Linked DNA regions of Macaca mulatta: region 2 is linked to region 1. The links are chromatin contacts, called in public Hi-C maps. All regions are on one chromosome and are shown on one strand. Each heading gives the region's core, a stretch centred on a gene start, on an enhancer-like site or on the middle of the called end of the contact. The rest is flanking DNA. Distances are from core to core; before and after follow the strand shown. Region 1 holds the start of SLC16A11 (solute carrier family 16 member 11). Region 2 has its middle 23 kb from the start of ASGR2.

Evidence for each region. A called contact is a pair of places that touch in the nucleus more often than the background predicts.
Region 2: a contact with region 1 is called in a Hi-C map of CD4 T cells, with 6 times the contacts expected there. The contact joins the enhancer-like site here to the promoter of SLC16A11 in region 1. A contact is called at or near these places in 7 of 14 Hi-C or Micro-C datasets (CD4 T cells, blood, cortical neurons and 3 more).

Annotation. Positions count from the first base shown.
Region 1 is chr16:8,515,365-8,521,686 of T2T-MMU8v2.0, forward strand. SLC16A11 (solute carrier family 16 member 11) reads right to left here and starts at 3,906. Exons shown (of 5, transcript XM_015118415.3): 1 at 3,592-3,906; 2 at 3,127-3,334; 3 at 2,745-2,888; 4 at 1,814-2,581; 5 at 1,439-1,726. The coding sequence starts at 3,328. The coding sequence ends at 1,497. SLC16A13 (solute carrier family 16 member 13) reads left to right here. Exons shown (of 4, transcript XM_001105273.5): 4 at 1-532.
Region 2 is chr16:8,608,582-8,614,903 of T2T-MMU8v2.0, forward strand. No RefSeq gene overlaps it. Among named protein-coding and RNA genes, the nearest start is that of ASGR2, 23 kb to the left of the region's middle. Within about 2 kb of position 3,445, at least 4 of the 40 cell types and tissues checked have an H3K27ac peak or open chromatin away from gene starts, as enhancers often do. A contact at or near this core is called in CD4 T cells, where this site is marked.

The sequences.
Region 1 (6,322 bases), core at 2,656-5,155:
CCGAGATGGAGTCTTGCTCTGTTGCCCAGGCTGGAGTGCAGTGACATGATCTTGGCTCACTGCAACCTCCGCATCCCGGGTTCAAGTAATTCTCCTGCCTCAGCCTCCCAAGTAGCTGGGATTACAGGTGGGAGCCACCGCTCCTGGCTATTTGCCTTTTTTTTTTTTTTTTTTTTTGTATTTTTGGTAGAGACGGGGTTTCGTCATGTTGGCCAGGATGGTCTCGAACTCCTGACCTTGTGATCCACCCTCCTCAGCCTTCCAGAGTGCTGGGATTACAGGCATGAGCCACCGCACCCAGCCTTTCCTAACCTTTTCTAAAGGACCCAGGAGTTTTAAAGGATCCGGGAGTTCCTGCTTCACTGAGTGTGAATCAACTGTGAAAATCAAAGGCCAAGAGACTTACCATGTTTTATATACCATCTCTAGTGTTGCCTCCCAAGTTTCTTCTCTGAAGATATATGTTTGGGAAACATGACTGTCTCTTTGAGATAAAATCAAGTAAGAAAAATAGATAATAATCACAACCTCAGAATGAGCTGGGGCCCGTATGCTTGGGTTGGCCAAATGGTGTCATGCCTGGAAGTGGAGGAGGATGTCCAGGAGCTCTGATGACCCAAGGCATTTTAACCCTGGACTCTGTTCTCCAGGCCGCCACCACATACCTCCCTCTTGCCCATTATCCCTGTGGCTTAGAAAAGAAATTGAGGGCCGGACGCAGTGGCTCTCACCTGTAATCTCAACACTTTGGAAGGCCGAGGCGGGTGGATCACGAGGTCAGGAGTTTGAGACCAGCCTGGCCAACATGGTGAAACCCCGTCTTTACTAAATACAAAAATTAGCCGGGCGTGGAGGCATGTGCCTATAATCGCAGCTACTGGGGAGGCTGAGGCAGGATAATTGCTTGAACCCGGGAGGCGGAGGTTGCTGTGAACCAAAATTGCACCACTGCACTCTAGCCTGGGCGACAGAGCAAGACTCTGTCTCAAAAAAAAAAAAAAAAGAAAGAAAAAGAAAGAAAAGAAATTGAGAGAATGCTGAGGGCACAGGTTATAGATGTGTGGATAGCTTTGGTAGAACTGAAGTCTGAGCCTAGGATTCTTGTATTTCCCTCAGGGTCATAGAAGGAGATTGAAATGCAGGGAAGAGTTAGTCTGGGAGGTCTGGGGACTAGGGTAAGGGACATGAAGATGGGGCAGATAGCACCCACGAGCAACCCACCTCCAACCCCAGCAACACACTGAAACCGGCTGCCAGACAACTTTGCAAAGATTCCCTGTTCCGGCCAGGACTTGGGCAAAGAGAAATGGGTTGCCTGGACAGACAGTCGCCCTTCTTCATACCCAGGGCCTCCTGGGATCCTGTTCCTTTGAACCAGCCTTTCTGGCTGTCTTAAGTAGAATATTTTCAGGGTCCTAGATGGGTGAACAGTTGGAGGTTTCAGGAAAACCCAATAAAAATTCTTTATTGGGGGAGGGGCTCAAACAGGAAAATAATCAACAAGTGGTGTCCAGAGTGGAGCGAGGGCCTCCTGGGGACAGCAAGACTGCCTGGGGAGCGGGAAGCAGCTCCCCCCTCTCTGGGGGAGGCGTGGCTGGAGGGGAGGCTGGACCACAGGAGGGCAGCGCCTTGGGCAACCCTATGTAGATGAAGCTGCCGGAGAGGATCAAAGAGCCAGACACCAGGAAAGAGGTGGTGAAGTCTCCTGTCTCATCCCTTAGGAAGCCTGAGGAGATGGGTAAGGGAATTTAGAAGCCCCTAACCCCAGGGGCAGAGGATAGTTGTAGGCAGATCTGCGAGCTCAGGTCCTTACCTGATAGGGGAGGGCCCAGGAGCCCTCCGAGGCTCATCAGCATCATCACCAGTCCCGTGGCCTGCACCACACCTCCGATGCCCACCAGCCCGGGGAGCACACCGAAAACCAGCGGGGCGTAACTGCCCGCGCTCAGCCCATAGGCCACAGCCGCGGCCAGCAGGGGACCCCCCCAACTCTCTTCGCCCCCCACCACGGGCACCAGTCCCACTACCCACAGCCCCAGCCCAGTCAGAGCCCCGAATACGGCCAGCAGCCGCGGGAGAGGCACCCAGCCTTGGTCTGCCAGCCACCCGCAGACCAGCCGGGCGCCCGCATCACCCACCGCAGCCACGGCCACCACCAGCGCTGCCCCGTATCCCCCCAGGCCCCGGTCTAAAGCGTGGGGGGCCAAGTGCACGTAAGGAACGAAGTACCCGCCCCCAACCAGGGCTGTGCCTAGAGCAAAGATCGAGAAGGCCCGGCGTGTGAAGAGTCCCAGGCCGAGGGCAGCTAAGGGACTACGCGGTGGGGCTGGGGGGTCGCCAGGAAGGGCCAGGGGTAGCAGCAGGGCGCCACAAGGAGTGAGGTGGAGGGTGATCGCGCCGAGAAGGAGCAGAGCGCCCCGCCAGCCGAAAGTATCGAGGAGAAGCTGCAAGGCAGGCGCCAGGAGCAGCGAGGAGGCCCCGTTGCCAGTGAGCGCCAGCCCCACCGCCAAGACTCGACGGCGGGAGAAGTAACGCGAGAGGGTGCCTAGGGCAGGGGCGAACACCAGGGCCCAACCAGAGCCTGCGAATGAATGGGAGGGGATGTGGGCCGGCACTGGGGACGCCCTCCCCAGCATTCCCAGTCCTGCTCTCCGCACCAGGCCCTCGCCTCGTTCGCTACCCCAGTCCCATAAGCTCCTGTCCCCAGTTCACCCTGAATGACCCGGGCATCCCCCTTCCCTCACCAGCGAGGAGGCCCAGGCCGAGGTAGAGGTGCAGCAGACTGCGGGCGAAAGCCGAGAAGACGAAGCCCAGCGAGGCGAGGACACCCCCAACCATCACCACCGTGCGGGCTCCCCAGCGCGTGCTCAGGGCGCTGCCCACCGGGCCTGGAAGGGGGCGGAGTCAATAAAAGACACGCCCCCGGGCCCCCAAACTCTCTCCAACACCTCTCATTGGCTGTTTACCTCCCTCGAACTAATGGTTCCTCTCCTTGACCTTAAGATGCACTCTTTTCTAGAGCCGGTCGTCCTTTCTCAGGTTGTCGGGTAATCAGGGGGGTCTCCCATCCCTCCACTCACAGCCCCTCCTCCCCGTTCCCGTCTCTCGCCTCAGAGCCCGCCTCACTGGCTGCCTGCTGCACCGCCAGGGCCAGGGCGCTGATCCACGCAGTGTCCTGGGCGCTTCGGTCAAAGTGCTCGGCAAGGTCAGGGAAGGCAAGGCCCAGCGAGCGCAGCAGCCCGTAGGACAGCCCGTTCACTGCGAAGGCTGCGGCCGCCACCACCCAGCCCCAGCCCCCGTCCGGGGGTCCGGCGGGCTGGGGGGTCATCGCCGTCTGCGGGGGTAGGCAAACACCTGTGAGAGAAGCCTCTACGCCTGTGCTTCCGCTGGGAAGCTGGCATCCCTGAGATCCAGCCTCTGGCTGCTCCCCCGGGGTGGGCGGGTCACCCCGAGCGCGATGGCGCAGAGCAGAGGGAGCCGGAGCCAGGCCTAGGGCTGGAACTCCCGGGTCCGCGCGAGGTACCAGGACGGGGACAGCCAGATCCCCCAGGCCCGGGGCTCCCCGTCCCACGTACACTCCTTCCCCCTTACCCGACCTCTCCGGGCTGTGCGGGGAGGGGAAGGGCGAGGAAGGGCTGGGCCCGGCTTTCTCTCCGCTTCCCAGGCGGGCGGGGGCCCCGAAGGGGAGCGAGAGCAGCGATGGAGCCCAACTTGGACAAGCTCTCTCGGTAAACAGAGATCACCACAGGGGCCCGAGCCACCTGGGACGCCGGGGGTACGGAGGGCGGGGGCGAGCTGAAACAACCAATCAGCCAAGCCGCGGGTGAGGCCAGACACCAGTCCCACGGGGATTGAATTATGTACACACACAACCCCCAGCCCCGGGGAGGGAGTGGAGAGGAATGAATGCCGAGGGGCCCTGCCCTGCTCACACCCATGCACCTGCTGCCTGCTGCGCGCAGGGGAGACACGTGGATTGCAAACCCCAGCGAGCCCGAGCCCGGGGTCCACCGCCAACGCGGGGAAATATGGATGGTCCCAAAAGCCTGAGGGGATGAGTAGTTTTGTTTTCAGGAACATTGCTTAGGACCAGGTAGACCTCGGATATCAGATCACAGACTTCCACTGAGTGCCAGAGCTGTGCTTAGAATAGCAGACCCCCAGGCCGGGCACGGTGCACGCCTATAATACCAGCACTTTGGAAGGCCGATATGGGTGGGTCACCTGAGGTCAGGAGTTCGAGACCAGCCTGGCCAACGTGGCGAAACACCATCTCTACTAAAAAAACAAAGAAATTGGCCAGGCATGGTGGCACGAGCCTGTATTCCTAGCTACTCTGGAGGCTGAGGCAGGGGAATCTCTTGAACCCAGGAGGCAGAAGTTGCAGTAAGCCAAGATCATGCCACTGCACTCCAGCCTGGGCGACAGAGCAAGAGTCTGTCTCAAAAATAAATGAATAAATAAATAAATAAAATAACAGGCCCCCAAGGATAGAGGGTGAAACAGGACTCTCTCAAAGTGAAGACCTGTGATGTGCCAGGCACTGTTTACACATGCTATCATTTCATCTTATAATAACCCTATGAAGAAGTTGTTGCTCTCTTTTATTCATTTATTTTTTTTTAGATGGAGTCTCACTCTGTAGCCTAGGCTGGAGTGCAGTGGCGAGATCTTGGCTCACCACAACCTCTGCCTCCTGGGTTCAAGCGATTCTCCTGCCTCAGCCTCCCGAGTAGCTGGGATTACAGGCACATGCCACCACTCCTGGCTAATTTTTGTATTTTTTAGTAGAGATGGGGTTTCGCCATGGCCAGACTGGTCTGGAACTCATGACCTCAGGTGATCCACCACCTTGGCCTCCCAAAGTGCTAGGATTACAGGAGTCAGCCACCGCGCCCGGCTGGTGTCGTGCCTCTTTTATAGATGCAGTAACTGAAGCTCACAGGGAAAAAATGGTGTGAATATTTGAATTTAGGTCTGTCCAACTGTGGGACCTACAGGGAGAACAATCCTGGAACTGAAACAAAATCTGGCACAGTTAAGAGAAATATCCTGGATACAGCTTGATGCAAACTGCCCTGGAAAGGGCGGAACCATTGCAGGGACAGAAAACACAGGATTCTAAAATAAGGGGTCACTGGGAATAGAAAGGATTCTTGAGATCAGAATCTCTAAACACTTAGGTTAGAATTTTATTTTTTACGTATGTATGTATGTATGTATGTATGTATGTATTTACAGAGACAGGGTCTGGTCCAGGCTGAAGTGTAGTGGTGCCGTTATGGCTCCCTGCAGCCTCGACCTCCCAGGCTCAAGCGATCCTCCAACTCAGCCTCCCGAGTAGCTGGGACTACAGGCTCCACGCCACCATGCCTGGCTAAATTTGTTCATTTTTTGTAGAGAGGGGGTCACAGTATGTTGCACAGGCTGGTCTCAAGCTCCTGGACTTCAGCAATCCTTCCACCTTGGTCTCCCAAAGTGCTGAGATTACAGTCTACCATGCCTGGCCAGGTTAGAATTTTGAAAGCAAAGTAAGAAATCAGGTCATGGAACCCAGGTATTGATTTTTTGAAACACTTTATAGAAAATGTCCTTTTTGACAGGTTGACATTCTTTACCTCAGCTGTTTGAATTCCCAGGTGTGTTCTTTGGTTTAATTATTAAACATAGGATAGAACATTCAGCAACCTAAGTTGGGATCATGCATCCACCGAGCCACATGATGGCAGTGTTTCCTAATTGTTGGGAAAGAATCTGCCTGTAAAGACAAGAAAAACGCTTCTTAAGGAGCGCAACTGTAAACATGAAAAACACAGCATGACCTTCAACGGCTCTCCACTGCCTAAAGAGGGAAAAAATTACATTTCTGTACTCTGTACAGGCCTTTTACAAGAATCAAAGGTAGACCTAGGTTACCGTTCCAAACCGTCTCTCCTCCCTCCCTTTTGCAGCCTCCCATCAGCCACTATCTTCTCTGCTCCATGGACATGCCTAGCTTTTCCTCACTCCTCAATTTTTGCAAATGTCATGCTCTCTGCTTGAAACGTCCTGTTCATGAAGGTCTAAGGTGACAGACACACCTTAGGAAAGTGGCCCCACCGGTTTCCCAGCCCGGAGTGCTGTTGTGAAAGCAGGTCCTCAGCCACCGGGGAGGGCAGGGATCCTGCCTCCTGAGAAGGCTGCTGAAGACTCTGCTCCAAGCTAAACGAATCACCGTCTCCCCATGGTGAGGCAGAAATGCAGGGCACTCAGAGCGAAGACCGGGCCCTCTGCGTCTGGGAGTTGTGCTAAGTGATGCTGAGCACCTTCGCAGGATGCTTAC
Region 2 (6,322 bases), core at 2,195-4,694, 93 kb after region 1:
GCATGAAAACAGAAATGCCTGTCCTCACCGAGGTCCGTGGCACAGGCCTGGGGGTGAAGCCCTAGCCAGAGACCTGCCCTTCTCTCCCCAGCACTTCCCTGCCCGACTCCTGTGTCAGAACCAAATGGTTTTCTGTCTTCTCGATAAGATCACAAGGCTCTATGAAGCTAAGCACAATCCGAGGGTTCTGGGGGGTGGGGGAGGCATCATATGCCCACAGGGTGGCAGCTCTTGCCTATGTCAGAAGCACAGAAATGAAGGGACCCTGTCTTCAGGAACAGCACAGTTACAAGCTCACGCTTGTAATCCCAGCACTTTGGGAGGCTGAGGTGGGTGGATGGTGAAGTCAGGAGATCGAGACCAGTGTGGCCAACATGGTGAAACCCCGTCTCTACTAAAAATACAAAAAAGTTAGCCGGGCGTGGTGGCGGGCACCTGTAGTCCCGCTACTCTGGAGACTGAGGCAGGAGAATCGCTTGAACCCGGGAGGCAGAGTTAGCGGTGAGCCGAGATCGCACCATTGCACTCCAGCCTGGGCAACAAGAGCGAAACTCCATCTCAAAAAAAAAAAAAAGAGGAAAATATACAGGTTCACAAGCATGGAGTGAGTGGGACCCCAGAAATAAGGTGTCCAGAGAGGGCTTTCTGGAGAAATGGTGCCTCTGCCACGCCTGGAAGAGCCTCAGTCCAGAACTTCACCCTCCAGACTTTCCACCTACATACCTGCCTGTCAAAGGACAGCAAACTCCAGGAGAGCCGCTTGCCACAAGTATATAGCATCTAATATATTTGTTTGTTTTCATATAAAATTAATTTCAAATTAAATATTCCTGGATGATTAGGTGTTATCTAATGGGTACAAGGTACATTGTTTGGGTGATGGAGACTCTAAAAGCCCTGAGTTCACCACTCTACAATCTATGCATGTCACACTTGTTTCCCGTAAATTTATACAAATAAATAAAGCTGGGCCGGGTGTGGTGGCTCACGCCTGTAATCCCAGCACTTTGGGAGGTTGAGGCGGGTAGATCGCCTGAGGTCAAGAGTTTGAGACCAACCTGGCCAATATGGCGAAATCCTGTCTCTACTAAAAATACAAAAAAAAAAAAAGAAAAAATAATTAGCCAAGCATGGTGGTGGGCGCCTGAAATTCCAGCTACTCGGAAGGCTGAGGCAGGAGAATTGCTTGAACCCAGGAGGTGGAGGTTGCAGTGAGCCGAGATCGCGCCACTGCACTCCAGCAGGGGCAACAAGAGTGAGACACCGTCTCAAAAACTAAACAAATAAATAAATAAATAAAGCTAAGAAGCAATACTTTTGAAATAAATATTACTTGAGTTAAAATGAACTAACCAAGAAAAACATGCGCCTGACACATGATCGCTAATACTGCAATCGATACATAATCGATAATACTGCAATACAGGTGTACATTTGTTAGAGCTTCTTATGTGCCAGGCGTTGTACCTGCACGCTACATCCATTATCTCAGTTAAGCCTCCTAATAAGCCTAGGGAAAAAGGACTGCTGTTATCCCAATTTTACAGATGAGTAAACTAAGGCCTAGAGAAATTAAGCAACTTCATTAAGGTCACTCATAAAGCTGGGCACGGTGGCTCACACCTGTAATCCCAACACTTTGGGAGCCCGAGTCAGGAGGATCACTTGAGTTTGGGAGTTTGAGACCAGCCTGGCCAATATGATAAAACCCCATCTCTACTAAAAATAGAAAATGTATCCAGGCATGGTGGTGGGCACCTGTAATCTCAGCTACTTGGGAGGCTGAGGCAGGAGAATTGCTTGAAGCCGGAAGGCAGAGGTTGCAGTGAGCCAAGATCGTGCCACTGCACTCTAGCCTAGGCAGCAAGAACAAAACTCTACCTCAAAAAAAAAAAAAGAAGTTGCTGTCTATGATGAATGGGTCCTCACCAGGCACTAAATCTCCTGGTGCTTGATCTTGGCCTTCCCAGCCTCCAGAACTCTGATCAACAAACTTCTGTTGTTTGCAAATTACCCATTCTAAGGCATTTTGCTATATCGCTACAAATGAACACAGACCCAGTTCCATCTGACTCCAGAACCAAAGCTCTTGCTACTTTGCACCCCTGGGGTGTATCCCTGGCATTGCAGACCTGCCTCTGTTCAGCAGCACAAGATAAGAAAGGTCCAAACCCCTTGCACCTACCTTTGAGCTCCACCCCGGCTCATCTCCAGCCTCCTCATTGCTGAATCCCCGGAATCCGAGTCCAGGCACCCATCTCATGACCTTCAGCTCATCTCCCAGGAAGTGACTTCAGAGGAGAGTAAACTCCTTCTCCAGGAAGCCTTCCCTGACTCACCAAGTAGAGCTCACCAGGCCCTCTTTGGTGCCACCTGCATGCGGGGCATATTCCGTAATCTTTGTTTGGGTGCACTGCCCGTCTCCCCTGCTGCACCAGGCCAGGCGGGACCCGTGGCTTTTTCATTTCTGTGTCTCTAACATCCTGCATGGAACCCAGCACACAGCTGGCCCAGACTCCCCAACTTTGCTCTTAGAATCAAGAGAGAGGAAAGCTAGTGTTTTTATACAAACACTGGAAAAGTCTCAAGAAACAGTTCATCAAAAAGTACAGAACAATGTGATTCATCTATCAGCTTTATAATCATTTGCATTTGGTAACCCACTCTCCCAGCTAGGGCTAAGTAGAAGTCAGTGATGCGGGATAGACAGAATTTCAACAGAGGACCCCAAGGGCTCCCTTGAGCCTCATCTCCACTGCTCCCCACTTGCCCCCAGCACCTGTCCAACATGCTCTATTTAGTGAATGACCCTGTAGAATCCTTGAGATTGCAGGCCTCAGAGAAGTGAGGCTTTTGACCAACTTGCTCAGTGCTGTGTCCCTGCAACATAGAAGAGCACCTAGCGCACAGTAGGCTGTTAAGAAACGTTAGTTGGGCTGGGCACGGTGGCTCACGCCTGTAATCCCAACACTTTGGGAGGGCGAGGCAGGCAGATCACTTGAGGCCAGGAGTTTGAGACCAGTCTGGCCAACATGGCAAAACCCCCATCTCTACACAAACTTTTTAAAAATCAGCCGGGTGTAGTGGCACGTGCCTATAGTCCCACTACTCAAGAGCCTGAAGTAGGAGGATCTTTTGAGCCCAGGAGTTCAAGGCTACAGTGAGCTAAGATTGAGCCATTGCATTTCAGCCTGGGTGACAGAGCCAGGCTCATCTCAAAAATTAAAAATAAAGAAATTCTGACACATGCTACACCGTGGATAAACCTTGAAGATATTATGCTGAATGAAATAACCCAGTCAGTCACACAGGGACAAATATTGTATAATCCCACTACCTAAGGTAGTCAGATTCATAGAGACAAAAAGTAGAATGGTGTGGTTGCCAGGGGGAGGGGTTGGTGGGCGAGGAATGGGGAGTTGCTGTTCAAAGGGTTCAGAGTCTCAGTTTCGCAAGATGAAAAGAGTTCTGTGGATGGTTGCACGGCGATGAATGTGCCGCATGCAACAGAAACGCATACTTAAAAACGGTTACATTTTATGTGGTGTGTATTTTACCGCAATTTTTTATGTAAAAGGCAAAGTTTTTAAAAAGTACTGGTCAGTATTAAACCTCATTTCATATTTCTAGTTTACTTTCTCGCCCTTAGGAAGTTGGGTTTTTTCTTTTTCGCTTATGTTCCCAGCATCAGGATAGCAGCGCCACCGTGTGGTCACAGCTGCAGGTGCCAGTCTGCAAGGAGAGAGACTCCCCTGCACCGCAACTATTTGTTAATACAGGTTGAGCAACCCTAATCCAAAAATCCAAAATCCGAAAGGCTCCAAAATCCAAAATTTTCTGAGCTATAAGTGGAAAATTTCACACCTGACTCATGTGACAGGTTTCAGTCAAAATGCCGTCGAAACAGTTTCATGCACAAAATTGTTTAAAATAATATATAGGCCGGGCGCGGTGGCTCAAGCCTGTAATCTCAGCATTTTGGGAGGCCGAGATGGGCGGATCACGACGTCAGGAGATCGAGACCATCCTGGCTAACACGGTGAAACCCCGTCTCTACTAAAAAATACCAAAAACTAGCCGGGCGAGGTGGCGGGCGCCTGTAGTCCCAGCTACTCTGCTCGGGAGGCTGAGGCAAGAGAATGGCGTGAACCCGGGAGGCGGAGCTTGCAGTGAGCTGAGATCCGGCCACTGCACTCCAGCCTGGGCGACAGAGCAAGACTCCGTCTCAAAATAAATAAATAAATAAAACTAAAAAATAAAAAATAAAATATAAAATAATATATAAAATGACCTTCATAGCCTAGACAATATAGCAAGACCCTGTCTCTACAAAAAATTTAAAAATTAGCCAGGCATGGTGTTGCACGCCTGTACTCCCAACTACTCAGGAGGCTGAGGCAGGAAGATGACTTGAGGGCAATCAATCTGCATTTTATACTTCCAAGTAGCTGAAGTGAAACATTAAACAGTAAGGAGATCATTCTTGCATAGCTAAGAGTATTCAGTTATTCAGCTCCTGAGAACCATTTGGCAACACTTACCTCTCATTACCTTTCTTTTGCCAACTTGTAACTCATTCTAGCTTGAATCACAAACACTTTCTGGTTCACATCTTAGAGTCGGAAAAAGGCTTGCGAAGCCCCTGAAGGTGTTGAAGCAGCTTGGCATGAGACCATGATAGCTTCTGTTTCATCCCCAGATCTATTAAATGGAGTTCAGAAACCAGGATGATTGCATTTATAAACCCCAGATTTAAAAGACTCTTTGAAAAAGAGTTTCTCGAGTTTTACTTTTGACACACTAAATGCAGCGTTGGCCAGGCTGTTCTCGAACTCCTGACCTCAGGTGATCTGCCCACCTTGACTTCCCAAAGTGCTGGGATTACAGGTGTGAACCACCATGCCCGGTCCCCATTAACTTTTAATAATAAAACATGGTGGCCGGGCACGGTGGCTCATGCCTGTAATCCCAGCACGTTGGGAGGCCGAGACGGGCAGATCATGAAGTCAGCAGATCGAGACCATCCTGGCTAACATGGTGAAATCCCGTCTCTACTAAAAATACGAAAAAACTAGCTGGGCATGGTGGTGGGCGCCTGTAGTCCCAGCTACTCCGGAGGCTGAGACAGGAGAATGGCATGAACCCGGGAGGCAGAGCTTACAGTGAGCCGAGATCGCGCCACTGCACTCCACCCTGGGCGAAAGAGAGAGACTCCATCTCAAATAATAATAACAATAATAATAATAATAAAACATGGTGCCTGATTACAGGAACTTAAACTTGTTTTGTTTACCTACGCTGACATGTAAAAGTTACTAATAACTTCTTTGTCTAGGCAAGTTAGCAAGTGACTTTGTAAGCCCTTATCTGTGTAAGTGGGAAGCCAGCCGTCGCCTACCCCAGGCAGGGGAGGCAGGACTTTTCCAGTGGCTCGGGGGAGACTGCCCTTCTTTGCCAGTTTTGGTTTGCAGACAGGCCACTGAAAGGTGGGGCCAAAAAGCTTCTGTGAAGCAAAGAAATTTGAGACTCTAGTCCCTTTCTTTTGGAGATCTAATGTCCTTAGAACCTCTGTGATGAATAGAGATGGCTCTATTCAGCTAAAGTCAGCTGACGGGAAAGGGCACCAAAGGGCCCGAGGGAAGCCCATCATAACTGAAGAGGAAATAGAACGCGTGATCCTGTGTCTTAGTCAGCTTGCATTGCTATTGCAAAACACCATAGACTAAGTGGCTTAAGCAAAAAACATTTATTTCTCACAGTTCTGGAGGCTGGGAAGCCCAAGGTGAAGGTACTGGCAGATCCAGTGTCTGGGGAGGGCTCACTTCCTGGTTTGCAGACAGCCGCCTTCTTGCTGTGTCCTCACGTGGATGAGAAAGCGCACTCTGGCCTCCTTCTCTTCCAACAAGGGCACAAATCCCATCGTGGGGACCCCACCCTCACAACCTCATCTAAATGTAATTATCTCCCAAAGGCCCCACCTCCAAATATCATCACACTGGGGAGTAGGGCTTCCACCTATGAATTTGGGGCGGGGAGGACAGAAACATTCAGTCCCTAGGACCCTGTATCAGTGCTAAGGCCAGGTAGGTTTTGTGAGGGAAGCCGGGTTTGGCACAGGTTGAAGGTACCCCCTGACCAGATAGATGCTGAGAAGATGTACTTTGAGGACCACAGCTGAGCAGGGCTATGAACTGAAGTGTTTTTTCTCTGGAGCCCGAGGACCCAACACGGTTCTCAGCAGCACTAACGAGGGACCGGGTGTGCCCTGAGCAAGCTGTCATTGGGGGTTAAAGACTGAAACTCTCGGCCGGGCGTGGTGGCT